2 separate regions of the Mus musculus genome follow, and region 2 is linked to region 1. A link is a contact called in public HiCAR-type data. All regions are on one chromosome and are shown on one strand. The core of a region is the stretch at or near the end of the contact, and the rest is flanking DNA. Distances in the headings are between cores, read along the strand shown.

Region 1 (7,909 bases), core at 990-3,489:
AACTGGACACAATGCAGAAATTGACAGACCTCGGGGAGCCCCGTACCAATGGATACATGATTATCACAGCTCCTGCACTTTTGGTTTAAGGAATATTTTGGAAGAGAGGATGGAAAAATGAAAACCAGAATATCAGAAAGTCTGCTGCGAAGTAGTCTTTCCTAAAACATGTCTGTATGCACAAGATCAGAACAACGGCTATATCAATGGACATGTTCAAGTGGAAGGAAAAAATTCATATGCTCCATACCGAAAAAAAAAATAAACCTATAGGCAACAAATGACTACTGAGAGAGGAAGAATTTTAGTTTCTATCAGGGATGAGTTCTCATAATTGGTGTCCAGTACAAAGTGGTCAGCCCTGAAAGAGTAAACCCACAAACAGAAGAGACTCAGCAGGTTTTGTTTATATATCTGCGCATATATATGCATACATACATATAACAATAATGATCAAAGAAAAGGGGCTATTTGAGAGTACTGGAGTATGGGAAGGATTGGAAGGAGAACGACTAGAGGAAGAGACTAGAGGAAGTAAGTGTATGGGGGGAATGATGTAATTCTATTTGAATTAAAAATATATTAAAAAGAAATGTGAAATACTGAGGAATGGGTGGAGTACTGGGGAATGCTGTCCTTCAGGTATAACTGATCATTGTTCTCTTGAACTCTCAATAAACATAATTACTTCTTTTGGGTCTTTTAATGTTCGGTCCTGGACAGGGTGGAGTTGAAAGAGTGGTGTTTATAAGTCTACAGCTCTGAGGAAGTATAGGAAGTTATCAGTTGCCTGGGAGGAGAGTGAGAATTTTGGTTTCTTTGAAAAACACAAAAGTATTCCAGGAATATGTTTTTTTTGTTGTTTTTTGGTTTTTTGTTTTTTGTTTTTTAAATCCCAGGTGTGGGATATGGAGCTGCTTTAGACTGTCTGGAGCAGGTGACTATGATTTGCCTCAGGCTCTCAGCAGAGGGATAATTTTCACCAGCTGCAGATCGTTTCTGCAACTGTGTGACATTTGGAATTCTGTGGACATTTCAGAATGTATAAAAATGCTAGGGCCCCAAGAGGCATGTGGGTTACTGGTTGGATACTGTTGGTTGTGGTTTGTTAAGCAGTCCAGTGCAAAGAAGAGATAACAAGAAGAAATTAGATAGCCTGACAGAAAAGATCAAACTTGTTCCAAGAACTCGATGCCCCCATGCTCCTAAGAAACCCTAATTTAACTCATTGGCTCATCAAGAAACACCTAATTGAAAATCTGTTTGATCTATTGTTGGTGCCTTATCTGGGGCCTAGACCTGACCTGAAAGCCTCCTCTCTGAGGCCTAGTTTTCATAGTACCTACCAGAAGGCCCCATGCAAGCGCCAAAGGAGAGAGGCAACCAACTTTCCTACCCAGCTATAATGCTTATAAACCACAACAATGTCCACCATGTCAGGATAACTTTAGAGGTGTAGTAGTGGCTTGAATACCCTGGCAGTAACCAACAGCTCTCTAATTGGATTTAAGACCTCCTTGACTAGAGGGAAATCATGCTTTGTACTGGAAACTTAACCAACTATTGAGGGCCACTGAAGTCATGGGTCTTGGAGGAGAACCTACAACCACCATTTTACTAAACCAAAATGATCCCTAACTGCATTCTAAATATCTGTGCTTATACCCACTTATCAGTATAGTCCTTACCCATCATCAAGGAAACTTCCCTTTGGATCAGATGGAGACCTTTATAGAAAACCACAACCAATAAGAATCTAGAGTTGTGAAGCCCAATGACTTCAATACAAAACACCTCTGTACCTAAGGCTAAGGCACCTTTTCAGAAGAGGGGCTAAAAAACTGTAAGATTCAGAGGATCAAGGAGTTTTCTGTGAGATTATATCTCCTAGCAATGTCACAAGTTACACACATAATGTTCTCACCATCATAACTATTTAGATGTGAGAAGAACAAGGACAACAACAATAAACATGCTAAAGTGGACAAGAGAAAGCCCATGAAACCTTAATCCTTCAAAAAGAACTGTGGGGAAACGCTGTTGTTTATGGTCACAGTCTACCAGGTCCAGATAGCTCCACTTAGCTCAGCTCAAAATGGTGGACTCCCTTGTCCAGCAAGGTTTCCTTTTCTCTACCCGATCTTATCTGGGGAGCCCACCCTCAACACCCTGTACCTGAGGAAGGTCACATAGTCCTTGGCAACACTTCAGGTTCAACTTCCTCTTTCCAGATAAGAACCTGTCCAGCAAGTACCTGAGGTTCCTGGAATACCTCTCTATGCAAATGAAGCATTCTCAGGACTTTAAACCCTAGACAATGATTTACATTCACCCTGAAAACTCCTTCCAACTCTCCAGGGTTCATATATAGCCCTTGTCTACCCCAAATAATGTGTATGCATACAAGCTGTTTCACTGAAGATCATGTAAGAGTGTTGTTTCACTGAGTGCCACCTAAAAGAGCTGGGACACCCTGTCCCCCTGCACTCCCAGGGGGAAAGGATCCTGTATACCCCACAAGTTCACGTTCCCAGCTCTGCTTCATCCTTCCAGCCTGGTGTGCAGCAGCGTCTGGACACTCTGAGAGAGGAAGCATACACAAGGCATCCCACAGGCAACTAAGGAATGCTGAGAATAGGAGAAATAGACCCCCTCACCCAAGGAAAAGCATGCCAACTGGTTATCTGAGAGCAAATGGTCAGCCCTGAAAACAAATACACAAGGAACTTCGTACAGACTGAGTAGGTTATATTTATGTGTTTAGGAATATATATGTATATACACATATATATGTAACAACAATTAATGAAAAGAAGAGGCCTTGAATTTGAAAGAGAAAAATTGGTATATGAGAGGATTTAAAGAAAAGAAAAGGGAAATGATGTGATTATAAATCATAAGTGGTACATTATGTTGTTCACTTTCTTTTCATCAATATATTTCTTTAATTTTATCATGTTCTTAATTCATATAGCTAGTTATTAATGAACTATAAATGAGTATCATGAACAATGGAAATAGCATTTGACTATAAAATTTTGGTAAGATATTTTACATGGTATTAAATTTAAATTAGTGAAATAAATTATTTCTACAAACAATTAAGAAAAAACTTTAAGAGAAACCTAAATAACTAAAATAGTTAAAATATATCCATTTTGAAATCCTTCAGGGCATGTATTGTATATACTTATAAAAATGTTGACTTGAAAATGGTTTTAAAATCCTGTACTATAAAAGAACTTCAATACCCCTGATTTCAAGCTCTGCTACAGAGCTATCATAATAAAAACTACACGATATGGAATTGAGGACTCAGATGTAAACCCACACATCTATGTACATCTGATTTTTAATAAAGAAGCCAGAAATATACAATGGGAAAAAGAAAGCATTTTCAACAAATGTTTCTGGTCTAACTGGATGTTGGCATGTAGAAGAATGCAAATAGATCAATATCTATCACCCTTCACAAAACTCAAGTCCAAGTGGATCAAAGATCTCAACATAAAACCAGATACACTGAACCTAATAGAAGAGAAAGTGGGGGATAGCTTTGAATTTATTGTAACAGGAGACAAGTTACAGAACACCAATAGCCCAGGCACTGCGTTCTACAATTAAGAAATGGAACTTCATGATACTAAAAAGCTTCTGTAAGGCAAAATACACTGGCAATAGAACAAAATGTCATCCTACAGATTGGGGAAAGATTTTCACCAACCCTACATCTGACAATGGGTTAATTTCCAAAACATATAAAGAACTCAAGAAACTAGACATAAACAAACTAAATTAATAATGGGTGTAGACCTAAACAGAGAATTTTCAACAGAGGAATCTCAAATGGCTGAGAAATACTTAGATAAGTGTTCAACATCCTTAATCATCAGGGAAATGCAAATCAAAATGACCCTGAGATTCTACCTCATACCAGTTAGAATGGCTAAGATCAAAACCTCAGGTGACAGCAGATGCTGGCGGAGAATGTGGAGAAAGAAGAACACTCCTCCATTGTTGGTAGGAATGCAAACTGGTACAACCACTCTGGAAATTAATTTGGTGGTTCCTCAAAAAATTGGGATTAGGTCTACCTCAAGACTCAGCTATACCACTCCTCGGCATGTACACAAAAGATGCTTCATCCTACCACAAGGACATTTGCTCAAACATGTACACAGCAGCTTTATTCATTAAGATCCAAAAAGTGGAAACAATATAAATGTCCCTCAATGGAAGAATGGATAAAGACAATGTGATACATTTATACAATGGAGTATTACTCAGCTGTCAAAAACTGACATCATGAAATTTACTGGCAAATGAATGGAACTGGAAAAAAATCCAAGTGGCTCAGAAACAGAAAGACAAACATGATATGTGTTCACTTATAAGTGAATATTAGCTTGTAAAGTAAAAGTTAATCATGCTATAATCCAAAAACCCAGACAGGTTAAGTAACAAGGAGGGCTCAAGCTGAAGAATACATGAATTTCCCTGGGAAGGGGAAATAGAATCGATATTATAGGCGGACTAGGGATAGGTGAGGGATAGGAAGAGGATCAGGTTGGGGGAAGACTGAGTACTTGAAGTGACAACTGTTATTTGTGGACATTTGGAGGGTGAAATAGAAGCACTGCAATGGAAACTCCCAGGAATCTACAAGAGTGACCCTAGCTAAGACTACTAATAATGAGGGATATGGAGCCTGACCCATCCATTTCCTGTAATCAGGCAAGACTTTCAGTGGAGGGATTTGGACACCAATTCAGCCACAAAACCTTCAGCTTACAATTTGTCCTGCTTGCAAGGTGTGCTGGAGTAAAGGTGGTACAGAACTTGTGGGGGTGGCCAACCAATGACTAGACTGACTTGAGGGGTCACATGTCCTACACTACTTGGAGGGCCAGGAACCAGAGGTTGGATAGCCCAGGAACCTAGGGCAGAACTGAGTAGGTCAGGCAAACAAAACAAAACAAAAACAACAACATCAACAAACAAAAACAAAAGGTCAGTGAAATGATTCCTAATGATACTCTACTATACTTGTAGACTAGAGCCTAGCATAATGGCCATCAGAGAGGCTTCATCCAACAACTAATGGAAACAGAGGCAGAGACCCACAGCCAAACATTAGGTGGAGCTTGGGAATCTTGCAGAGGAAGGGGAACAAGAATTGTAGGACCCAGAGAAGTCAAGGACACCACAAGAAAAGCCACAGAATCAACTAACCAGACCTCATAGGGGCTCACAGAGACTAAAACAACAACCAGGGAGCCTGAATGGGACTGACATAGGTCCTCTGCATAAATGTTATAGTTGTATAGCTTGGTCTTCTTGTGGGACTCCTAAGAGTGGAAGTGAAGGGGGGGTCTGTCTCTGGCTCTTTTGCTCCTACTGGGTTTTGCTTTCAGCCTTAATATGAGAGACATTCCTAGTCTTATTACAACTTGATATGCCATGTTTGGTTGATATCCTTGGGGAGGTCTGCCCTTTTGTGAAGGAAAATGAGATGGACTAGATCTCAGGGAGAGGTGAGGTGGGCAGGAATGGTGTGGGAGAGGAGGGGGCAAGGGAAACTGCAATTTCAATGTAATAAATGAGAGAAAAATAAATAAAAAGAAAAATGTTTTAATTTGTATTATTTAAGTGAGCCAATAAGAGCATATAACATTCATGAAGGGGTCCTAACATGCTAGGCATAGTTTGGTATTGGGATGTAGGATATTCTTATGATACATAGCTACCAACTAGTACAGAAAAAAAAGGCTACAGAAAGGTCTTGAGTAATGATAAAGGAGAAAATGGTATAATTATATTATAAAAATTAAAACTGCAGAAATGTCTTTGAAATTATTTATTAAATTGAATCTCAGTTTTGAAATATGCAATTAAAAGTCTAGAATTCTGTGAAGATAATGTTTGTTGAAATCTAAAATTTAAAGGAAAATCTCATGAGATCTCAGCATAGGAAGAGAGCTTTAGAAAATGCTTATCATTTTAGACAATACATTGTTATGAACCAAACATGGCCAGAAATAGGAACATGGCAGGCACTTCTGCTAAAGTGTCAGGCAGAAATCAAAAGTGTGTTTTTGAGAAAGTGTTTCTTTTATGGAGTCTCAAGTGGCTTTGTCATACTATATTCTGTGCATAGAAAGTTGACCTTATAAATAGTAAACCTAGATATTTATCTGAGGGTATGTCTAATCAAATGTGGGCCACCTAGATTCTCTTTCCTATTCACAGTAAAATATACAAAGAATGATGTTACCAGAGGGGGAATTGTCAAGCAAAAAGAACCCCAAAATGCAAATATTTGGGAAACTATCAACCTCCAAATATAAAATATCAGAAGATTTTATCTGGACAAATCACCAAAGGTGTTGCTAGAGAACCGTTTGCTCTGAAATTTGACTGATATAAAGAATAGCTGTGTGGTTCACCTTTGTTGGTTAAGTGTTTTCCATACAAGCATATGGATCAGAGTTGTATCCCAGCATCCACCTACAAAGCCTGGTACAATGTCATGCCCAAGTCATCACAGTGTCGGGGAGAAAGAGACAAGCAGGCCTCTTGCATTGACTGGAGAGCCCACCTAGCCTACTTGGCAAGCTCTAGGCCAATAAGAAACCAGGTCCGCCTCTTGCATTGACTGGAGAGCCCACCTAGCCTACTTGGCAAGCTCTAGGCCAATAAGAAACCAGGTCCGCCTCTTGCATTGACTGGAGAGCCCACCTAGCCTACTTGGCAAGCTCTAGGCCAATAAGAAACCAGGTCCGCCTCTTGCATTGACTGGAGAGCCCACCTAGCCTACTTGGCAAGCTCTAGGCCAATAAGAAACCAGGTCCAAGAAGCAAGGTAGATAGCTCCTGAATACCCAAGGCTATCTTCAGGTCTCCACGTGCATATTCACACACAAGGAAATGCATCTATATAGAAGAACACACACACACACACACACACACACACACACACACCACACATATCACATACACAAGATTGAAATTATGACTTGGAGACTGCCATAATCAGCAAAAGAATCCTGACAAAGACAAAACATATTTTTTCTTAAACAAGGAATGTGTCTCTCTCTCTCTCTCTCTCTCTCTGTGTGTGTGTGTGTGTGTGTGTGTGTGTGTGTGTGTGTGTGTGTATGTGTGTCTGCTGTATAGAAAGACTATTTGGAGGATGGGAGTGGATTAAGAGAAGTAGAGAGATGTGAATGAGAGAGGACAGTGGAGAAAGAAAGATACATTTCAAGTTTTCTTTCATATGTAATAAAGATTTATATGTGCACACACACACAGGACATTAGAGCAGAAAGTAGATTAGACTATCTGATGAAGAGAAAGACTTGTGAAGAGGACAAGAGAGAGTCAGGAGTTGGAGGATGAATATGAGTGAACATACTTATATACATGAATAAAGACATCATAATGAAGTCCATTATTTTTTTCACTAATTAAAATTAATATGTGGCTGGACTGTGGCTCAGTGTAGCAGAATTTTAGCTGAACTGAACTGTTGCGTCTGGCTTTTGAAGTAGCTTTTTTTTTTTTTGTCAGTGATTGTTATCTATGAGCCTTTGCAAAACTTAGTCTCAAGACTTGCCTGCCAAACCAGGAAGTCTCCTAAGATTGAGAATTGCTTAGGTGATAGGTCTTTCCAGACAACCCTTAGATCAGATAAAGAGGTTTGGTATGCGGAAATTGACTCAGTAAATGTGCCTTTTGTGTAACAATGAAAATGGCTTCTAGGAAGCTGCCAGTTTAGGGACACTAAACCCTTCTAGCAGTGTCCCTCTTTTCTGGGATTGATCATTCTGCATTACACAGAACACCCAGAGCTCAGCACATAAATATGATTGTCAACAAGACAGATCACCTGAGTTAAATCCCTAAGATCC
Region 2 (7,634 bases), core at 3,524-6,023, 86 kb before region 1:
ACCTTGAATAAGAGAATTCAGAGAAGTAAAACAAGTGTTCTAGAGATTAGAAATAGTGAGTGGCAGGCCCCATTCTTTTAACTAATGCATATAGTATTGTTCAATAAAGTATACAAGCAACTTTTATATACCACACTGTGCTTGATGAAAGAGCAGCCAATCATTAACATACACTATTTATTTCATTCACTTTTAAAAAACTAAAGCCCCCAGAAACGCTGCTTCTCCTATCACCTTTTTGCACATGTTTCAAGTACTTGTAAATGTGCCATAGATGAGGAACGCTGTAGCTCTGCATGGGTCCTTCAAGAAACCCATGCCTGCCCCTATTGGTGCAAGGAAAATTGGACCAGCAAGTACACAGATCACTTCAATCTGTAGGCTGAGCTCAATTAGACAGCAGACATGGCTTAGGCCCATCTGCTTGATCTGAGAAAGAACAGTTTGTGTTGTGCAATAGAGAAGGCATGCTTACCACACTTCATTGTGAAAATCGACATTTTAGATGGCTGCAGTGCTTACTCTAAATTTTTGCTGCTTCTCATCTGATTTTCATATTTGAAGTGACTCTGAATAGTTAAACTTTGCTATCAAATTCTCCTTGGAATTCTCTTCTCAGTTCCTGGATCACTTTGGTTGAAATATATATATTTCACACACACACACACACACACACACACACGTATATATATAAAACATATATTTCATATATATTTTTCACATGTATTTCATATATATATCACATATCTCATATATATATTCCACATATATATGTATATCTTATATATATATATATATATATACGTATATATATATATTCAGGTATTCCACAGCAAGCTATTACTTCATATGTATCCTTTGTAATGCCTTATCTATGTGAAGCTGGGTTTTCTGAATAGTTTGCAATCATAATAAGATACAGATATAATTTGCACAAGTTGATAGTAGACTACACTTTCTTGCGTTTGTGTGATTTTTATTTTTTGAGACAGGGTTTTTTTGTGGAGCCCTGGCTGGCCCTGAACTCAGAGATAACAGATGTGCCTGCCTCTGTTTGGCATGGAGTAAAGGCATGCACCACCATCCTCAGAGAGCAGAACACCTTTTCATCCACTAAACTACAGCTTCCTCTTCCTAAATGATTGCTCGATATTGTAAAATTTCTCCAAAACAGAATGAATGAATGAATGAATGAATGAATGAATGAATGAATAAAGGTTCTGCTAGGCATGGCAATGGCCTGTAATGTCAACAGGCAGTACAATCAACCTACAGCCAGCCTGAAGTTATTGGATTACAGAGTGAGTTGGAAGCCTCTCTGGGCTACCCAGTAAGATCTTGCCTCCAAAACAAGTAAACAAAAAACAAAAGAAATGGTTTCAAACCACGTATTTCAATCACTTGAAACAATGGGTATAAAAGATTTTCCAGTTATGGTAGGTGAAAGCTTAGGTCTTCTGTTCAAATGATTCCTGTGTAGCCCCTGTGAGCGTAAACAAAGAAGGCAGCAATGGCTTTTCATGTTTGGTGGCCCCATGTAATATGTAATGAATTAAAACTTAAACCTCCATCCCACTATGGTCAAGCAGATGCTTAAAAGGGAGCCCCAGATTTGTTCTCAGGAGAGAGAAAAGCAAACAGCACACAACACGTTCCAAATCCTCAATGGCAAATGGGAATGAAGTCGTTTCTCCCTATGCTGAAAAGTAGTTTCTCTAGGAGTTCCATAGAGAATTGTCATTTTATGCCTCAAAAGTAATCTGTTAGCTTTTTTTTTTTTTTGGGTAGTTCATATAACAGCAATATTGTTTGTGTCATCAGTTCGGGTACTAAAATGCTTCAAAAGTACCCAAATATCTCTCAGCGCACTTGTGACTTTCTTCCTTCCTATATGAGATCCGGAAATGCAAAAGACCTAATTAGATTTTCAGGACATCCATGTCTTCAAACTGGTAACTGGAGAACTATATATTTGGATATTCGCTTTTCACTTCTTCTTACCATTAATCTATTATGCAACTAGCATTTATGGATGTTTCTCCTCTGCTACCTAGCTTATATGTTATTCTTAGTCATTATCACAACATAAATATCATCTTCATTTACAAATAGGGGAGCCAAGACTCAATAAGGTTAAATAAGCTGGCCAAGGTCACAAAGCTATTGTGTGTTAAATCCAGAACTGGACTGTCAATCTTGACTTTGATGAATGTCTGTTTTTCCTACTATACCATAGTCCCTGATAATAAATAATAATAATAATGTGTAGATGGAAAGCCTAGCACACAGTAGGAGCTCACCAAAAGTTAATCATGTCTCCTAAAACTGCCAGATAAATATCCTTCACACAAGTCCAGTCATTTAACCTGGCGCGCTCTAAATAAAATATATTATTCCACTGAGAATCCTTCATGCAAATGAAGCTCATTTGGAGAAAACTAAGTCAAATCCTTGTAAAATCGCATAGCCAAATAAAGACTTTAAATTTTCCTAAGCCTCATTATTCAACTTGAGTAGCCTTTAAAATGTAATTGCATTCTAATCAATGCATTATCATCTAGGAAAGATAAGTTTGCTCCCTTAATCAATATACTAAATCTAAGAACTGAAGCCTTTTAGAGCTGATCCCGACCATTGTGTCCTCTTATCTCTGCTGTATCTGTGCATGCTCTGCCAACCCGGTGCCCACCTCCCAATGCTTACACTGCCATTTGACATGTAGCTTGGACAAGGTCGTCACAAAGCTGAGCAAAGCAAGGGAGGGAGCTTACAGGAACTCCAATCTCTGGGGTTCTGGTTCAGTGCTCTTTCCATTGTGCCACACAGCCCCTCACTCAGGGCCAGAGCTCTCCAGGCCAAGCCAGTGGTAGTACTGCAAGCAAAACACACATTCTCATGCAGTTAAATAACTAAATTCCTTCCTTCGGGGACTCCTAAAGGAGTCTCTGTCTCTGCTAACCTTTAGTTACACTGCCCTAGACTCTAGAAGGTTTGATTTCATTTTTACCCTAGAGGCAAACCTGTGGATAATCGGTTTCTTATTATCCCGTCTCATTTGACTGATGAGAGTACCAAGACTCAGAGTTCAGATAAGTTGCCAAGGTCACAGGACTAGGAAGCCCCAGCGCAGACATTTGAATCAAGGTCTGACTTTAGGCCCAGCTCTCAACAGCCAGGAAACATTGTTATTAGACTCTTCCCTTCTCTCCCCTGTTCCCCTGCAACACACACACACACACCACCACCACCAACACACATACACACACACACACACACACACACACACACACACTTTGTCCTTCAGGTCCTAGGATCACAAACCACAAAAAGGAGGTTTCTGGAAGGGCAGTTGAAGGGAGTTAAATAGTCACCCCACCATGTCCACACATTTCAGAAGTACCTGGATGACTTTTTACAAAGTATGGGCCTTTATTTTATTTTATTTTATTTTATTTTATTTTCAGTAGCATTAACCACCTGCCTTGGAACTCAAGAAGCTAAATCAGGTTTGTCAGGAGGCAACAAACAAAAGCACTGATAACAAGAACTACTTGGGATCCAAGACCACTGGGCAGAGAACTCCTAAGCTAAAGTTTCCACAAAAAATTACAATGAGGTTAACTGAGTACTGTAACATAATCTTGTACTTGATTCATAGGAAATGTGAAGAGAAACCCAGAGAGAAGAGAAAAATCCGTTTTTATACCGCAAAGCGATTCCCAGGCAATGTTCTCCCTCCTAGTTTAAAAGCCAATGCCCACCCTCCCACACCCTTAATCCCAGGAAAGCACCCTTGTGAAACACCAGGAAAAGAAGCGAAAACCCCAACTGTGCCAGCCTCTGCGACCCCCCCCCAAGCACCCCACCCCGTTTGTCTTACCCTTTTCCACCAGAGGCAAATTAAATTCTGAAGAATTCTTTTGCACCCAACCCCTACACCTGAAGACTCTCGGGAGGACCCTGCTCTACTTAGTGGGGGCAAAAAAAGGGGCACCCGTTTTCTTTCCAAGCAAAGGGACAGGGAGAGGCAAGCAGGGAAGGAAACCGGGGAAGCTGGTCACCAGTAGAGGTTTGAAGAGCTGCAAATTAGTAGCTGCACTCACCCGGGTGAGACATGGGGATGACCTCATTGCGGGTCCCAGGGAAGTTAAAGATGACCGCTCCAGAAGCCCCTCTCTCTGAAGCCAGATGGATCTTGTCCGCGAAGGTGCAGCCTCCACCGCGTTGGATGAGGGCCAACCAAGATACTTGCACCGTGCTCCCCCAAACCGTGGGCACCGTGAAATTGGTGTGCGGGTTACAGGCGTTGAGCGCCCCGGGCCCGTCGGGCGGTACCAGGACCCCGGAGACGGGCTCCAGCGGCGAGTCCTGGCCGTACACGCCCTCCTCGCTCAGCTCCCACACCGTGCGGTTCACTCCGGTGTGCGGAACCCGCCAGGACACGTTGAGGTACGCGGTCCACACGGCTTCGGCTCCCCGGGAACCGGGCGCGTGCGGACTCAGAGCCAGAAGGAAGCACCAAGCCAGTAGCCGGGCAGCTCCGCAGCCGCCGCGGCAGTAGACCCCGATCCCGGGCGGCGGCCCCATGGCGCGCACTCGGCAGGCGACCCGGGCTGGGACTAGGTGCGAACCAGGTGGGGAGCCGGCGGCTAGCAGCGGGCGCGGGGCCAGCGAGGTCGCAGGCTGCCCTGCCAGCCGGCACGCAGCGTCAGCGGCCAGGCTACTGCAGACGCAGCTCCTACAAGCAAGCGCTAGGGATGCTCGCTCGCGACTGCCGCGGCCTCGTCGGGCTCTGGGACGCTCGCGCGAAGCTCCGCCCACCCGGCTGGGGGTAGAGGTGGCTGGGAGAGAGAGCCAGCCAGCGAGCGAGCGAGCAAGCGGAGAGGAAAAGGACACTGCGGGATCCGCCTCTTAAAAGGGTCACAGGATGGGGAAACGTTACAGGAGAGACTCGAGGTTGGCCAGCCAGGTGTGTCCTGTCCTTTTTAGGAAGAATCCTCGGCCCGAGAAACTGGAGAATGCGCCAGTTTACAAGCTTTCAGTTCGGAGTCGGATTGGAGTTGGTTTTGAAAGGCACAAATTCCATCTCCTTTGCCTGAAGGGGAGTTTGGGCTTTGTGGTAGGAAAGTACTTCTGAACAGCCCCAGGTCCAAAGGGTGTGAGTTCTGAGTAGGTGTTTAGTGCTGGGGTTAGAGGCTTCCTGTTTCCCCCTCCCCCTCCCCCCCGGAAAGGACAAGCAAAGCACGTCCTCATTGCTCCCTTTATTTAATTACCTTCTTAGTGGCCCCAAACAGCACGTTTCTCTTTCCCTGATCTCAGCAAGTGCTATACGTGTCTTTGCTACCCGAGGCTAACACACTGCACCAGATGCCTCTTGCAAGCAATTTTGATAACCACAACAGAATTATCATCTCCACACACCTCAAAGCCAAGCTCCCCTTTTTAATTCACCTTCCACAAATTAGGTTTGACCTAACTGATTTTCCAGCGAGATTCATGATCTTAACTACAATACCTTTCTTCTCTTGATACCAACTAAAATGAGGCCAGCCCACCTGGACAACTCACACATGTCTCTTGTTTATGAGTTAGTCATAGTTCAGCATACATTTCTGTCAATATTATCTATCAATGACTACATTTACTGGAATCACTAAAACTGTGCATGGAACTAAGCTGAATTAATATACCAGGTGACAGCCACTTTAGAATTTATTTATGATTTTGAATTTTAGACAGAGTCTCCCTGTGTAGTCCTAACCAGCCTGGAGTTAACTATGTAAATTAGCACCATAGGCATACTTTAGGGCAATCCTCTTGCTTAGTTGCGATTACAGTTAAAGACATGTGCTACCAGGCCCAGCTTCTGAACAGTTTTTAACCTTTAGAATTTACTTCTCTGCGCCTCGATTTGTTTATAAATTGTAAAATGGGAATGAAAACATTGAGCGCATGGAGTTGATCAGATGGTTAAAAGTCTTCCTGTAAACCACTCAGGATGCTGTTTAGCTGAGTATGAAAATTACGTTAAATATTGTTACTCGACAAGTTCAGGGGCACAGGAGTTCTACAATATCAATTGTCGTTACCTCCCAGTAATAACCAGAGACCATGCTGTTTATGAATTCAGTCTTAGCTACATTTTTGGTTCAGTCTAATTTCCAGCATTCCCAATCACTCTCATCTCTAAATCCTCGGCTAAGCATTTACTTAATAGTATTTCCCATGGTTAAGCATAGGTTTATTCTATTCTTGATACTCTTAGGACCCTAGAGAAACCTAGAGGAAAATTAACACCATCTATCAAAGACCAGCTAAAATACAAGTGAGTATTCTGTGAAACACGAACCTTAAGTGTTAAAAGGAGCTTTAGGAGCCATTTAGAGTAGGTATGGGGCCAGTGGAAAAATATCCACCCTCAATGTCAATGATGTTAACCTTTGAGATTTAAAATAACACCCCTAAAAAAAAGAATAGTACCAGCCACCTATAGTATTAGTATAATTTCAGAAATTATCCGAGTTTGTTCATGGAGAACAATCAAAACTAAACAATAATAGTTGAATGAAAATCAGCTATATTGTTCTTTGAAGAGAATGTGATCAAAAGAAAGGAGGTATTTTATAAGATATCTACAAAAATAAATATAGAGTGATGCTTATTCATTTCCTCTGTTTATTATTTCTTAAGTATTTCCTCGCATGTACTATATGCTATGGACTAAATGTAAGTCAAATAAAATATCAGTTATGCTTTCTAAAAGCTCATGAATTAACTTCAACGGATAAGAAGTGGACTAGAGAGATGGCTCAGTGGATAGGAGCACCATCTGTTCTTCCAGATGGCCTGAGTTCAATTCCCAGCAACCACATGGTGGCTCACAACCATCTATAATGAGATCTGGCACCCTCTTCTGGTGTGTCTGGAGACAGCTACAGTGTACTTACATATAATAAATAAATCTTTACAAAAGAAAAAAAAAAAGAAAAATAGAAAAACAAACAAACCAAAAGGATAAGAAGTGATCATTTCAGTACTGACTAGTGTATGCATATGGTACCATCTCTACAATAGAGGTTACACAGCTCAGGTCAATACTGGACAACAGAGAAGAGTTCCCTGTGCTGAGCTCAAGAGTCTTTCTCTGCAAAGAGCAACACAAGAGAAGGCATGGGGACCTGAAGTGCTGGGAGCCTGCGATTACAGCAGGCCTTCTAAGTGCAAAATGATTGAAACCGACAGTATGAAAGGAAGGTTATAGAGAGAAAATGGGGGTTCTGAGAATGAAGTGCAGTGGTAGAGAACTTGACTAGTACACTGAGGTTCTGGGTCAATCCCCAACACGACAAAATGTAAGGAATAAAATTAAAAGATAAATTCAAGTGCTGTATAGAGGCCAGACCTTCAGAGTTTGGGAGAGTAAAGGTAGCAAGTATATGGACTTTATCCAAAAACAGTAATATAATCAGGATTTAAGTAATAAATCAGATCTGTAAGTTCGAAATCACTATGGCTTGTCTGTGGATAATAGATTGGAAGGAACTAGGGTAGTATCAGGGAGCTGAGGTAGAGTTTTGACAATACTCCAAGTGGGAAATAAAGGTAACCTGGACTAGACAGGCAGTAGATATGAG

What was found. HiCAR-type assays count read pairs that join an accessible place to other places.
Region 2: a HiCAR-type map of kidney shows a contact between it and region 1, with 5 times the contacts expected there. The contact joins the promoter of Rnf128 here to the enhancer-like site in region 1. A contact is called at or near these places in 4 of 484 Hi-C or Micro-C datasets (the G1E-ER4 cell line, cerebral cortex, embryonic fibroblasts and 1 more), 4 of 115 datasets of contacts at active chromatin or transcription factors (bone marrow-derived macrophages, embryonic stem cells, kidney and 1 more) and 2 of 9 other capture datasets (adipose tissue and pancreatic islet).

The regions. Positions count from the first base shown.
Region 1 is chrX:139,519,166-139,527,074 of GRCm38.p6, reverse strand. The region is part of intron 10 of Radx (RPA1 related single stranded DNA binding protein, X-linked); the gene reads right to left. Among named protein-coding and RNA genes, the nearest start is that of Radx, 43 kb to the right of the region's middle. Within about 2 kb of position 2,239, at least 22 of the 459 cell types and tissues checked have an H3K27ac peak or open chromatin away from gene starts, as enhancers often do. A contact at or near this core is called in the G1E-ER4 cell line and kidney, where this site is marked.
Region 2 is chrX:139,607,759-139,615,392 of GRCm38.p6, reverse strand. Rnf128 (ring finger protein 128) reads right to left here and starts at 4,773. Exons shown (of 7, transcript NM_023270.5): 1 at 4,104-4,773. The coding sequence starts at 4,587.